Linked DNA regions of Mus musculus: all the other regions are linked to region 1. A link is a contact called in public HiChIP or PLAC-seq and promoter capture Hi-C data. All regions are on one chromosome and are shown on one strand. The core of a region is the stretch at or near the end of the contact, and the rest is flanking DNA. Distances in the headings are between cores, read along the strand shown. Region 1 overlaps Tm9sf4 (transmembrane 9 superfamily protein member 4). Region 2 has its middle 40 kb from the start of Commd7. Region 3 overlaps Nol4l (nucleolar protein 4-like).

Evidence for each region. HiChIP or PLAC-seq counts read pairs in DNA pulled down with a chosen protein or histone mark. Capture Hi-C pulls out chosen DNA fragments and counts their contacts.
Region 2: a contact with region 1 is called in a promoter capture Hi-C map of pancreatic islet. The contact joins two enhancer-like sites. A contact is called at or near these places in 2 of 484 Hi-C or Micro-C datasets (embryonic stem cells and thymic regulatory T cells), 2 of 115 datasets of contacts at active chromatin or transcription factors (DN3 thymocytes and bone marrow-derived macrophages) and 3 of 9 other capture datasets (adipose tissue, liver and pancreatic islet).
Region 3: an H3K27ac HiChIP or PLAC-seq map of microglia shows a contact between it and region 1, with 7 times the contacts expected there. The contact joins two enhancer-like sites. A contact is called at or near these places in 3 of 39 promoter capture datasets (the C10 cell line, embryonic stem cells and pre-B cells), 1 of 115 datasets of contacts at active chromatin or transcription factors (microglia) and 1 of 9 other capture datasets (liver).

The regions. Positions count from the first base shown.
Region 1 is chr2:153,196,129-153,200,944 of GRCm38.p6, reverse strand. Tm9sf4 (transmembrane 9 superfamily protein member 4) reads right to left here. Exons shown (of 18, transcript NM_133847.3): 13 at 2,512-2,595; 14 at 127-302. It also overlaps the pseudogene Gm20094. Among named protein-coding and RNA genes, the nearest start is that of Tspyl3, 27 kb to the left of the region's middle. Within about 2 kb of position 2,259, at least 62 of the 459 cell types and tissues checked have an H3K27ac peak or open chromatin away from gene starts, as enhancers often do. A contact at or near this core is called in microglia and pancreatic islet, where this site is marked.
Region 2 is chr2:153,590,470-153,595,285 of GRCm38.p6, reverse strand. No RefSeq gene overlaps it. Among named protein-coding and RNA genes, the nearest start is that of Commd7, 40 kb to the left of the region's middle. Within about 2 kb of position 2,460, at least 83 of the 459 cell types and tissues checked have an H3K27ac peak or open chromatin away from gene starts, as enhancers often do. A contact at or near this core is called in pancreatic islet, where this site is marked.
Region 3 is chr2:153,513,307-153,518,122 of GRCm38.p6, reverse strand. All of the region lies in intron 1 of Nol4l (nucleolar protein 4-like), which reads left to right. Among named protein-coding and RNA genes, the nearest start is that of Nol4l, 14 kb to the left of the region's middle. Within about 2 kb of position 2,947, at least 14 of the 459 cell types and tissues checked have an H3K27ac peak or open chromatin away from gene starts, as enhancers often do. A contact at or near this core is called in microglia, where this site is marked.

The sequences.
Region 1 (4,816 bases), core at 1,010-3,509:
GCTGTAGAGTCACCCCAGCACCGTTCTGAGAAGGGAGCCTCTTCACGTTCTCCTAAGGAGATGGCTTAGGGGAGCTCTGGGGTTGTCCACCCTGGAAGCCCCCTGTTTACCTCTGTCTAGACTCACCCCACAAATCGGTTCATGTACCACCGTTGTTCAGGGATCTGCCGGGGAATCTGGTTTGTGCGCACAGGGTTGTCATATGGCTGCTTGCGGAAGCCGAAATAGTAGCCCAAGTAGACAAGGGGCAGGGAGATCCCGAACCACATACACAGCAACGCCACCATGGTGGGAAACGGTACCTGTGGACACAATGTTGTGAGGCTCCTGTAGGCCTTGATACCTAGAACAGAAGCCATGCAGGGGTAGTAGTAGGGATGGGCAGCTCTGGGCTCCCAGGGAGGAGAAGCCACATGCACAGCAGGACCACTGTGGTGGGGAAAGGTCCTGCAGACTTTTCTGCCACAGGGCTCCTGGCCTGGCCAAGAATCTCCTGTGGGGAAAGCAGAGTGCAGATGGGGCCATGTGAGCTTCCAGGGAAGATGGAACCTCAGCATCCCAGGAGCCTCCAGGGAGGCAGTGGGGACTGAGAATCCCAAGGAGTCATGAAGGTGCCATAAGGACAGACACTACACAAGGGCTGCTGTGTGAAGACAAGGGAGAAGGCAAAACTGCTAGAGTTTGGTTAAAATGAAACTTCACAGCATTCTCCCAAGTGGAGAAGAGCAGGGCATGGCTCTGGAGTAATAAAAGAACTCCATTTTAATAAAATTCATTTTATTCAACAGGACCTCTTATATCCTAGGTAGCTGGCTTTGAACCTACTATGTAGCCAAGGACGACCTTGAACTCCCGATCCTCTTGCCTCCAGCTCCTGGGTGCTGGGATCGGAAGGCATGCACTAGCATAGTGAGTCCATGAAGTGCTGCAGCCGGAACTCAGGGTTCCCAGCACGCTAGGCAAGCACTCTGCTAACTGAGCTGCACCCTAGGCTCCCAAATTCAGTGTTTGGATGTGCATGTGTCTGGAAAAGCCTACAACAGAAAGCTAACAGTGCTTCTGTAGAAGGGGGGTGGGGTTAGAACTGATATTTTTCATCTTCCCCATCATCTTCTGTAAGTCATTTTCTATAAGGCTTGTGCAAAAATCAGTATGTTAACAACATATTAATGTGGGAGGGTAAATTTGTGCAGCCACTATAGAAACCAGTATAAAGTAAAAACACAGATCCCACATGGCTCAGCTCTATTACTTGGGTACAGATGCAGAGAACTTTCAGTCAGCACACTACAAAGACACTTGTACATCCACCTCTACTGCTGCACTGGTCCCAACAGCCAGGAAATGGATGTACCGAAGATGAAGAAAAGGAAATACCAACACTCTGCGGGAAATGGATGGAACTTGAAACTGTTATGTTAAAATAAGCCAGACTCTGAAAGACAAATACTGCAAGTTTTCTCTTATACATAGAACCTACACTAAACATTTTTGTATCTACATTTATATATGTGTATATGTAACTCATGAAACTAGAGAGGGATCATTAGAAGGAAGGAAGAGATCTTCACGTAGGGGAAATAGGGTAATGGAATACATGTGATAAGAAAGCAGAAGTTGGGAGTCAGCTGGGGAAGAAGGGGAGCAGCCAGAGGGGGCAGGGACAAGGAAGAGGACAGTGAGTAAAGACTGAGTGAGTGACAAAGCAGAGTGACAGAGTGTAAAATGCTGCAATGCAATGTATTACTGTGTATGCAACCTAAAAATAAGAAACAGAGGACATTAAATGTTTAGAACAGTATTACAATAAGCATCATTCGTTGTAAATTTTAAATCATATACTCTCATTTTAAACATCTCTGTTGAAGGAGAAAGATGGAAAGAGTACACATCTAAAACCTCCACGGTAGGTATTCACCTCTGGATGGCTCCACTGCTTCATTTCCTACTGTCTCTGTGCTCTTTAGAAAGCCCACCTTGAATACCAGGGTGGGGGAAGTGTTCATGCTGCTGGAAAGCAGCAGCCTACACTCATACCATATCCAGAGTCCTTAGCAGCCCTAACAAGCACCTGCCCCACCCTCCCTCCGTCACAGAGTCCCGAGGAGCTGCTGGCAACCTCAAGGCTTAATGGGAGCTCCACTCTGGGTTGGTGCTGACAGGATGCTGAGGTGAGCCTTCTCCACGAATACCAGGCAGCTCTCACTTGATTAAACCACGGGGAATTCCCCGACTGGCCCCTGGAGTGTGGAAACCTCCCTTTAGAGAAGTCATCTGTGGCCAGCTGTTCCCAAGCCTGCAGAAAGGCCAGGGCCAGGGCACAGGCAGATGATAAGATGGGCAATGCTGGGGAAACCCCAGCCAACCTTCAACCCCTACAGCTGGGAACAGAACTCTGGGGGCTCAGAAAAGGGAAGGGAACAGTAACAGGAAATGTCCTTAGGGAATAGGACTGAGCCTCACCAGCTCTCCTTGCTGGAGAGGGGCTTGGCAGCGGGGAAAGGTACTTACTGCTCCTGATGAGTGCTTTCCCCAGATGAAGCAATTCAACACAAAGCAGATGCCGAAAACCACACCAGGATACAGTGTCGCTGTCTGGGAGCAAGAGGAACAGGTTGGGGAGCTGCATCTGGCTTCCCACAGGTCCTTGGGGAGCTGAGGACCAGAGGCTTCCTTTGGGTTTCTGCTTAAGCACAGCTTCTTTTCTGATCCCACACAAGACAGGCCTCCTGTTCTGAGACTTTGCAGAGCCCTGTAACTGCTTTTTCCTTGCTCTCAACCTACTTCCTAATTATAGATGGTGGTCACCTTATAAAGGGTCTACTTAGGATCTTTTGAATTGGCGATGTTCTGCCGGTTAGAGGCCTTCTGTAGCAACCACACTAACTTTGGCGTGTGAGATATACATCCATCTCCGACTCTATCAAACTGAGATGTAATCTCACCGAGACAAGGAGCACCAGCATATGCTTTGCTGCCTGATCAATGTCTGTTTCCCCATTACACTGTAAATCCTGTACTCTGTTGTGTTCTCATCACACAGCACAGCAGCTACTCACTAAGTATTTGCTTCATAAATAAATAAAACGGCCAGAAAATATGTACGTTTAGGCTCCAACTCCAACTGCCTAAAATAATGGTTCAGCTTTAGTAGCTTCTTAAAGATGGCAACTGTGGGCTCTACCTGTACCATCTCACCTCACCCTCACTACAGACAGGTTTAGAAGAGACCCTACTAAAAGATAAGGGCATCTCTCCACTCTAGATCACACTTTATCAAGGGCAGAGCAGAGTTTAGAACCTAGACACCCTCCAAAGCCTGATTTCACGCAATGTAATCTAGTCAGTCTCTCAGGCTAGAGGCCAGGCACAAAAACCCAAGGCCCCAGGCTTACACTTGAGTCTCATCCTTCCACACTGGGATGATCTAGGCATCCAGATAGGTCACTAAGCACAGAGGTCAAGGCCCAAGCTAACACTCAAACTGTGTATTAACTTCTTTGGCTCACTGTCTCCCATCCAATAGCTAGTCACTGCTCTTGTGAGTTCTTGTCCTTGGGCCCTCTTGTGGGTCATCAACATCTTGTGGTATGAGTGTACCAGAGGTTATATGTTGCACCTATCCCCATTGGAGAGATGGAAACCAGAAGTTCAGAGAGGGCTGTTTATGATTATCCATCAAGAAAAGCCACGTCAAGACTAGGATCTAGCCAGACATGGTGGTGGTGCATGTCTTTAATCCCAACACTCAGGAGGCAGAGGCAGGCATGAGTTCCAGGCTAGATTGGTCTACAAAGTGAGTTCCAGGACAGCTATAGCTCTGTTAAACAGAGAAACCCTGTCTCAAAAAAAAAAAAACAAAAAAAAAACACACGCACGCGTGTGCACACACATACACTTAATTAAAATTAAAAAAAAAAGTCTCTCCTAAGCTACGTGTCTCTACGCTCTCAATCCGCCATCCAACAAACATGGATCAGGTAATGCAGTTTGTAGAGCCCAGCCAGCAGTTTGTAAAGGACTCAATTCGGATGGTTAAAAGATGCACCAAACCCGACAGAAAAGAATTCCAGAAGATTGCCATGGCTACAGCTATAGGATTTGCTATCATGGGATTCATTGGCTTCTTCGTGAAACTGATCCATATACCCATTAATAACATTATTGTGGGTGGCTGAGTCCTTCTCATCACAGGACGAGTGAGCCAGAGGGGGGGACAAGGGCATGAAGTAAATAAAGCGTTGCCTGGAAAAAATTAAAAAAATAAAAAAAAAAATACTAGAATCCCAGCTGGGTGTGGTGGTGCACATCTGTAGTCCCAGCACTCAGGAGGCAGTGGCTGGCAGGGGGACATCTGAGTTCAAGGTAGCCTGTTCTACAGAGTGAGTTCCAGGATAGCCAGGGCTCTACAGCGAAACCCTGTCTCAAAAAACCAAACCAGGGCTAGAGAGATGGCTCAGTGGTTAAGAGCACCGACTGCTCTTCCTAAGGTCCTGAGTTCAAGTCCCAGCAACCACATGGTGGCTCACAACCATTTGTAATGAGATCTGACTCCCTCTTCTGGAGTGTCTGAAGACAGCTACAGTGTACTTACATATAATAAATAAATAAATATTAAAAAAAAAAAAAAAACCAAACCAACTAACCAACCATACAAACAAAAAGATCGCAAAACCTAGGATCTCAGCAATTCCAGCTACCTAAAATATTCCTTAGGCCCAGTTCAAATGTCAAGATGTCTTTTCTTTTTTGTTCCTTTCCACTGTATAGCAGAGAATTCCTCCTCTTCCTTTCTGACTGAAACTTACAGTCTGGG
Region 2 (4,816 bases), core at 1,211-3,710, 390 kb before region 1:
CACAGAGGCCTCTCTTCGATCCCCAGCATCACTACTTCCTGACCCCAACCCCACCCTTCTAAAATCACAAAAGATGCCTGTGGAGTCTGTAATTCAAGCGCTTAAAAGGTGGAGGCAGGAAGATTGAAAAGATTTGAGGCATCACCCGGGCTAGGCAAGTGTTCTACTAGCACCAGGGGACCTGACTCTCATGCATATGGTATGCAGACATAAGACATACACGCAGGTAAAATTCCCATATACTTTACATAAGTACTAAGTTTTTAAAAGTTTCAGGCAAGTCCCAGCACTTGGGAGGAAGAGGCAGGTGGATCTCTGAGTTCAAGGCCAGCCTGGTCTATAGACTGAGTTCTAGGACAGCTAGGGTTACAAAGAGAAACCCTGGCTCAAAAAAAAAAAAAAAAAACAAAAACAAAAACAAACAAACAAAAAAAAACCTAAAATAAAATAAAAAGTTCCAGGCTAGGGCTGGAGAGATGGCTCAGCAGTTAGGAACACCGACTGCTCTTCCAAAGGTCCTGACTTCAAATCCCAGCAACCACATGGTGGCTCACAACCATCCATAACAAGATCTGATTCCCTCTTCTGGAGTGTCTGAAGATAGCTACAGTGTACTTACATATAATAAATAAATCTTAAAAAAAAAAGTTCCAGGCTAGCTGGGGCTACATAGAGAGACCCTATCTCTCTCTCTCTCTCTCTCTCTCTCTCTCTCTCTCTCTCTCTCTCTCTCTCTCTCTTTTTTTTTGGTTTTTCGAGACAGGGTTTCTTTGTATAGCCCTGGCTGTCCTGGAACTCACTTTGTAGACCAGGCTGGCCTCGAACTCAGAATAAAGGCGTGCACCACCACGCCCGGCAGACCCTGTCTCAAAACAAAACAAAACAAAACAAAACAAAACAAAACAAAACAAAACAAAACACTAACAGACTAAGACATATGGTAAGATCCACTGGACTCAGATTCTCTCTCTCTCTCTTTTTAAAGATTTATTTACTTTATGTATATGAGTACACTGTAGTTGTACAGATGGTTGTGAGCCTTCATGTGGTTGTTGGAAACTGAATTTAGGACCTCTGCTTGCTCCAGTCAACCCTGCTCACTCAGTCCCTGCTTGATCTGACCCAAAGATTTTATTTATTATAATTAAGTACACTGTAGCTGTGTTCAGATGCACCAGAAGAGAGCATAGGATGTCTGTCATAACGGTTGGTTGTGAGCCACCATGTGGTTGGTGGGATTTGAACTCAGGACCTTTGGGAGAGCAGTCCGTGCTCTTAATCACTGAGCTCCAACCCTTCAGCTTCTCTTTTAATAAATGCTTTATTGAGCCGGGCGGTGGTGGCGCACACCTTTAATCCCAGCACTCGGGAGGCAGAGGCAGGTGGATTTCTGAGTTCGAGGCCAGCCTGGTCACTACAGAGTGAGTTCCAGGACAGCCAGGGCTACACAGAGAAACCCTGTCTCAAAAACCAACCAACCAACCAAACAAACAAACAAAATTTTTATTGTATGTAGACCAGACACTGTCTTATCTAGTTTAAACTGATGACCAGGAATCTTGAAGCTTCCTGGATGTGTGATTTTACAGACGCTGTGCCTTCCCTGAGCCTCTGTTATCCTTTCTGAAAAGTGGAGCGGATGTGAGGAGTTAGAAGCGTCAGTGAGGCTCACGGCCACCTGGCGCAGCTTGGTCAAAGCGGTGAAACAGCAGCAGCAGCAGCCCCGCTGCTGACATGGCCCTAGCATCTGTCTATGGTGTATCCCCTTTAGCAGCCGGCTGATCCATGGGGGGCTGAGGCCGTGGGATGGTCTTGTGCTGGGAAGCAGTAGCGGGTTGTCGATCCCCTGAGACCCTGGCAGTTATCCCTGGCACCTTGCCTTGGCTCTGTCATTCATGTCCTTCTCCTGCTGGGAAGGGCACAGGCTGCACCTGGGGCCCGGCTGGGAGAGGAGCCTGGTTCCTCTGCAGAGTTGCTCTCCCATCTGCCCTTCAGCTCAGCTCTGCCAGCTCTCAGCTGGGACAGAGACTCAGGCAACTGTGCATGGAGGCCTTGTGGCGGAGTTGGGGTGGGAGGAGTGTTAGGGGGGCGGGGCGGTGGCCGGTCCCCGAACCTTCTGTCTTCAGCTTTATTTTATTTGGTTATTTGTTATTTACTTGGCGTGGCTGGTTTTGGACAGGCTCGTATGTAGCCCAGGCTGGCCTTGGACTCCTGATCCTTCCGTCTCCACCTTCTGTGCTGGGGTTAACAGGTTTGCAGTGCCTCACCTTAGCCTCCAAGCTTCAAATAGGGGAGAAATAAAGTTTCCTAAGAGAAGGGAATGAAATGTGCCTTGAGATGGCAGCTTGGCTACTCTCAAACTTAAAAAAAAAAAAAGAGAGAGAGATGACCCAATACTACCTATCAGACAAGAGAGGCGGCTGGCCCCGAGCCCAGCTGACTTTGTACCTAGGCCTGCTGTTGACTCTGTGGGATACGGGTGAGTGACTCTCTTCTCCCAGTCACCTGGAAAGCTAGGGCAGCTGCCTTCTGGGGTTCCTGGAAATACCTGTGAGGTCACTTTAGAGGGGTCTGGCTGGGTCCACGGTGGTTGCTCTAGGTGCAGCGTGGTGAGTTCCTGGTCAGGCACAAGGTGCCCTAGGCTTCAGCTCAGCCCCCTGAACAGTGAAGATGGAGTGCTCCCCGCTGCCCTAGGTCCTGGGAAACAGAAGCAGACTGTGACTCACAGGGTGTGAGTCTGACACACAGAGGCTGCTCAATGGGCCAGGATGAAGCAGAGGGTTTTGCTGGTAGGAGCAAAGCCAGGGCAAGAATTTGCCTCTGTTTCAGGCCTCCTGCCCAGAGCTTCCTGGACCACAACAGGCCCACAAAAGGGGCAGAGTGACCTTCAGCAAACTAGAAATGCAGTCCCATTGTCCTTGGCACAGGGTGGGTGAGAGACCTGTACAGCAGCTGCCACCAGCTCTCCTGATAGCCCCCAGGAAGCCTCAGTGTGGGTTGGTCCTCAAGATGGTGGCCAGTCACTAGAGTCTCATCTGGCAGGCAGTGACCCTTGGTCTCCTGCTCTGCCATCCGTGATGCTGCAGTGTCTCACAGCCTGCTGCTCACACTGTCCCCGATCCAACAGAATGCCCACAAAATGCTTCATGATTCTTTTTCTAGCTCTAAAAGTAATTCATGTTTATTGCAGGGGAAAAAATGAGTAAATAAGTTAAGAGTTCAGCACTTGGAGGAGGAGGAAGAAGAGGAAGAGGAGGAGGAGGAGGAGGAGGAGGAGGAGGAGGAGGAAAGATCAGGGGTCCAAGGTAATCTATGACTACATAGCAAGGTGGAGCAAGTTGGAGGCTAGCCTGGGCTAAATGAAACTTTGTCAAAAAAACAATAACAATAACAACAATGACAATGACAAACAAACAAACAAAAAAACCCAAACATTATTCTAGTTCTCAAACTTTCAGGTGTTATGCACATATGTTAACAAAATTTTTGTTTGTTTGTTTGTTTGTCTGTCTGTTGGCAACTACAGAATCCTATGTTGTTTGCTTTCTATAAATTGGCGTAAGCTGGAGAGATAGGAGCTAAGAGCTCATACTGCTCTTTCAGAAAACCCAAATTCAGCATTCATTTCCCAGCTAGAGGAGTTGAACGCCCTTCTCTGGCGTCTGTGGACTTGCACACTCACACATGCACAGCCATAAGCACAGAGAGGTAACTTTTAAAAACTGCTAGGGGGCTGGCGAGATGGCTCAGCAGGTAAGAGCACTGGCTGCTCTTCCAGAGGTCCTGAGTTCAATTCCCAGCAGCCACATGGTGGCTCACAGCTATCCGTAATGGGATCTGATGCCCTCTTCTGGTGTGTCTGAAGACAGCTACAGTGTACTTGTATACATTAAATAAATAAATAAATAAATCTTAAAACAAAACAAAACTGCTAATCATGTTGGTTCACACTTTTAATCCCAGAACCCAGGTAAAAATGTTGGGGATGTAGTGTCTACAGCTCCAATGCCAGGGAGGCAGAGGCAGGAAGAGCCTGGGACTAACTAGTCAGAAAATCTAGTTTAACTGGTGGCCGTCAGGCCAAAGAAAGGCTCCACTTCATACTTCATTACTTCTTAGAATTGGGAACAAAACAACCATGGTAGGAGTTACAGAGACAAAGTTTGGAGCTAAGACAAAAGGATGGACCATCCAGAGACTACCCGACCCTGGGATCCATCCCGTAATCAGCCACCAAACCAAGACACTATTGCATATGCCAGCAAGATTTTGCTGAAAAGACCCTGATATAGCTGTCTTGAGTGAAGCTATGCCAGTGCCTGGCAAACACAGAAGTGGATGTTCACAGTCATCTATAGGATGGAACACAGGGCCCCCAGTGGAGGAGCTAGAGAAAGTACCCAAGGAGCTGAAGGGGTCTGCAACCCTATAGGTGGAACAACAATATGAACTAACCAGTACCCCCAGAGCTCAGCTCGTGTCTCTAGCTGCATATGTAGCAGAAGATGGCCTAGTTGGCCATCACTGGGAAGAGAGGCCCCTTGATCTTGCAAACTTTATATGCCCCAGTACAGGGGAACGCCAGGGCCAAGAAGTGGGAGTGGGTGAGTAGGGGAGTAGGGCAGGGGGAGGGCATAGGGAACTTTCAGGATAGCATTTAAAATGTAAATAAAGAAAATATCTAATAAAAAATAAAAATGAAAGAAAAGAGAGAGAGAGAGAGAAAGGAAGGAAGGAAGGAAGGAAGGAAGGAAGGAAGGAAGGAAGGAAGGAAGAATCCACTTCAAAGTAGGTAGGTGTGTGGTGGTGCATGTGG
Region 3 (4,816 bases), core at 1,698-4,197, 320 kb before region 1:
TGAGTCAGTGCCCCCTGCATACTTGCCGAATAGGAACAGTGGTAAGCGTTGGCACAGTTTGTTTGTTGAGTACCTGGGAAGTGCCAAGGCCTGTGCCAGAGACTAGGTGTGCTCAGCCTCTTGTAACTGTCCGTCTGTCTGTCTGTCTTTCTTTCTTTCTTTCTTTCTTTCTTTCTTTTTGTTGTTGTTGTTTTTTTGAGACAGGGTTTCTCTGTGTAGCCTTGGCTGTCCTGGAACTCACTTTGTAGACCAGGCTGGCCTCGAACTCAGAAAGCTGCCTGCCTCTGCCTCCCAAGTGCTGGGATTAAAGGCGTGCGCCACTATGCCCGGCTTCCATCTGTCTTTCTTATCCTCATACTGCTGATAGAGTCAGGCCCAGAGAGCTTAAGTCCATGTGCCAAGGCTGCACAGCTGTAAGAGACAGAGCAGGGACTGGGGACCATATGATGCATCTGGCTTTGGCTCCCCATGTCACCTATCCTTTGACAGACAGCTGGACTGATACCCAAGGGGCCCCAGGATTGTTATGTAGGCTTGGACAGTGACTCTTGCAAAGAGGAGCAGGGTCCTGTGAATTTAAAGGGCAGATTGCTAACTCTAGGTCACATTGTTGCTCCACATCAGCCCAGTGGGGGAAGGTGGTACCAGCTCTAAGGGGAGGAGGCTCTGTCCTTTACAGTGGTGTGGCAGAAGGAGATGCAATTTCAGTCTAGTCACTGGGCTGCCTGCAGCTCCAAGAGGAGACCCATATGGTCTGGATGGTACAGGAGCTCAGGGTGGGGGAGAGGGTGCCATGGAGTAAGGGAGGGATCAGGGGAAATTGTTGTGAGCCTCTGATTCTGGAACTGGGGAAGGAGGGGCTGGGGTTTCCCGGAGAACTGGGGCCCTGTGCACACAGGTGCTTGGGAGAGGCTTGCTTACAGGGAAAGTGTGTGTGCTTGCTTTAAGGCAACAGTAACGCAGCAGCAACCCCCAGTGGCCAGCTCCTGCCCCTGCCCAGGCTCTCCAGTCCTTCAGTGATTGTGTGTCCTTTGGACTCTGGAGCCAGGCTGCCAAGTTTAGATCTTGAGTCTACCTTCTACTTGCTGTGTGGCGTGGGCAGCTTGCTTAACTTCTCTGTTTCAGTTTCTGCATCTGAACGTTGTGGGGTAATTACAGGGCCTGTTTCAGTGAGGGTAGAAGGCTTCACCTTGGGCATGTGATGGGGGTCTGGCTGCTGCTGTCGCTGCCACCGTCTTGGCCACCACTGCTGCTGGTGGTCTTCATTGTTGTGTGTGCATAGCTGTTCACACTTCACATGTAAGTTTCAATGTTTGCTGAGATTCCCCTCTCAGGTCCCAAAGCTCCATTTTTATGCCCCACTCCCTCCCCCTACTGGGGAGGTCAGCTTGAGTTCAGCCCCACAGCTCCAGATCTTGGGGCAGAGCTCTATAGAGGGGTTTACTGGATGCTGTTGGGCCCCAGGACCACACCGCTTCATCCGGGGCTTGTGAGCAGATCCTCTGCCTCTAGACAGAGTTCTTTAGGTGATGATGGATACAGGAGGGGAGGGGGCCAAGGAAAGATCTGTGGTGAGGCCCCGGTGAGGCACAGCCTTTCCTGCATCTCCTCAACCTTGTGATTTTTGGAAAACCTGTGCAACTCTGGCCCTGGGCTCCTGAGAAGAGAGGTCAATGTGGGGAGCTGAGGCCGTGCCTCGGGTATGATGGAGGGCTGGGGTTGTTCACTGAGGACCTAGCTGGCAGGCCCCTGCCCTCAGGAGGATTTGCAGCTGAGCCTGGAATGCTATAGCCTCTTGTGGATCCCAGCAGCGCCGAGAACCCTGCCAGTGTGAGTGGTGGGCAAAGGTGGGGATGAAGGAGCCAGCCTGCTCCTCTGTTCCCTCCTCTGTGCAGCAGAGCCTGGCGGCAGAAGTTTCTGTGCACAGCAGTGGGATGCAGGCAAGGACTTGCATCCCAGGACCCTGCTCATGGCTCTTCATTCTGCAGCAGCTGCAGTTATTTTTTTAAAAGAACAAAGGCTAACACAGAAGTCACCAGCAAGTGTCACAGGGCTGCTGGGCAAGGCCCCACATACGAATCCAGTCTTTGGGAGGTGAGGGTGAGGCAGTCTGAGTGAATCGCACGGCACTGTCTCAGAACACACCCTGGAAGCATCCAACGAAGACCTGAGGAGGGCTGGGTCACCCATTCACCGCCCGGCAGCAGGACCTGCTCAGTTATTCCACCAGGGCATGGGAGTAAGGGGTGGGCACTGCACAGACATGACATCCTACCTCCAAGAATATGAAGGCTAAGGCTGGGGAACTGGCAGCCAGTCCTGTCCTGATGGTGCCAGCCCCGTGGCCACTTCTGCCAACAATCTCCAGTGCCAACCGGCTGCCCCCTATCTGGCTACTCTGGGAAGTAGAACTCTGAGGGTGTGAGGAGTGAAGGGCCTTTGCTGCCACCTCACCCTGATTCTTGTCCCTTCCCTTGGTGGTAATGTTGATGGTGATGGAGTATAGTGATAATGCCGATGGCTATGATGATGGTGATGATAGTGGTTGTGATATGCTGGTGCTGATGGGTGATGCTTATGCTGGTGGTGGTGATGATCATAGTGGGGAATGGTAATAGTGATACTGCTGATGGTGGTGCTGGTGATGATGATGGTGGTGATAAGGAGGTAGTTATAATGGTAGTAATGGTGGTTGTAATGAGGGCACTAGCGATGATGAGACAGTCATGGTGGTGGTGGTGATAATGGGTTGGTAGCTTATACCTGCAAGCCATGGTGGCGATGACAGGACTATAGGAGTGGGTCAGCTCACAGTTCAGCGAGTGCTCATGGGACCGTCTGCCCTAAGCGTTTCCTGTGCATTTGTACATTGCCTCCTGCACCAGTCCTGCATGGCCTGGAGCTCTTACACAACTTGCCAAGGCCCCCGTGAGCCGGAAGTGAGCTCAGGCAGGCTGCTTGACCAGCAGCCACTTCAGCTATGGCCCTTTGCCATTTGCAGCACGCGGCCACCTCCTTGGTCTCCTCAGGCCCCGTTCTTGCTTTCTGGGACCAGCACAGAGGGGGAAGGGGGCTAAGGCTGACCTGTCCCAGCAGGCTTTGTGTCTGCTTGTCTTCCCTATAGCACCTTGTCTGAGGGGGCAGAGCCACCCTCTGTGAGGCCACCCGAGAAAGTCCCTATCCACAGGTGATGGCTTCTCAAGGGGGGGTGGGGTGGGTGGGTCTCACCTCGCAACTCAGGAGGCAGAGAAGAGAAGATTCTGTCTTTTCACCCACTCTGGGATTTGGAGTGGGCGTGGCTGGCAGAGGCTAGGGCCCTCTGCAGGGGGTACTGTTCTCAGGAAGGGAGGCACCCAGGCCTGTGCTCCCTGTGCTTGCAGATCCATGCTGATCCCTTGTCAGTGAAAGGAAGAGACTGGTCTAGAGGCAGAAGGCCAGGATATGAAGGTGGCTTCTATGCTTCCTCAGTGTCCTGGGTCATCCCCCATTCCCACGCCATACTCACTTGTCCAAGCCTTTGCAGTGTGTCTGCTCTGTACCAGGTACTATGCAGTGGAAGTGAAAAGGACAGTCCCTAGGGGCTGACGACATGGCTCCACAGGTAAAGGTGCTTGCTGCCTGATCTCTGGGACTCGCATGGTGTATGGAGAGGACTGACTCCTGGAAGTGGTCACCCTGGCATGCGGGCCTCCCTATCGCCACCTCTCCACCCCCACCCCCACCCCCAATCCCCAAATAAGCAAATTAATAAAAATGAAAAGCAAAAGGAAATCCTTGCCACCAGAGAACTGTCACTCGGCAGGGATGATGGCCCAGTAAACAGGGAGAGTCCCTGGCTTGTCAGGGGCTGGCGAATGCCAGAGAGCGAGTGTGGAGCAGAGGGAGTTTTTAAGAGTGTAGGGAAGGTGTCCCATAATGGCAGTTGACCAAGACCCTGAAGGATGCCAAAAGCTGTGTAGGTGTCTTGTGTGAAAGCCTTCCAGAGAGAAGGAAGAGTGAGCACAGGGCTCTGAGGCAGGGGGTGTTCATGAGTTTGAGCAACAGTGAGGAAACCTAACTCTTGTTGCCTGTGTGTTTGGGAATTAAAAGAACATCTGTTTGTCTGTTTGTTTAGGGTTTTTGAGAGAGTGTTTCACTATGTAGCCCTGGCTGTCTTGGATCTCACTATGTAGACTAAGGCTGGCCTCGAACTCACAGAGGTCTGCTTACCTCTACCTCTCAAGTGCTAGGATTAAATGTGAGCCACTATGACCAGCCAAAATGATTTATGTACCAGATTCCTAATGGAGTCAGGCAGGGAGGGGCCTTGCTGACTGGTTCTTCAATTTTAAGATTTTATTTTATGTATGTGCGTACGCTGTCATGGTCTTCAGACGCACCAGAAGAGGGCTTCGGATCCCATTAGAGATGGTTGTAAGCCGCCATGTGGTTGCTGGGAACGGAATTCAGGACCTCTGGAAGAGCAGCCACTGCTCTCAACTGCTGAGCCATCTCTCCAGCCCCTCTTCGACTCTTAGAGTAGGTTTTATGACTTACAGTGACTCGGAGGCACAATGCAGCCACCTTGACGGCTCACTGGAGTGACTCTTGCCTGCCTGGTTCCTGGATCTGAACTATGGGTGATCTTCAGTGTGACCTTAGACAAATTCAGTGTTCTTCATGGGGACAGGATGCCTATAGCAATGAGATCAGAGAATCCTCCAGAAGGCATGCGGGAGTCCAGCCATGGCCCTAGTGGCAGAGTGTGCTCAGTCAGTGTTTAAAACTAGAGGCCGATCTTCTGCAGGATTCAAATTGTTCTCCTATTTTGCAAGCT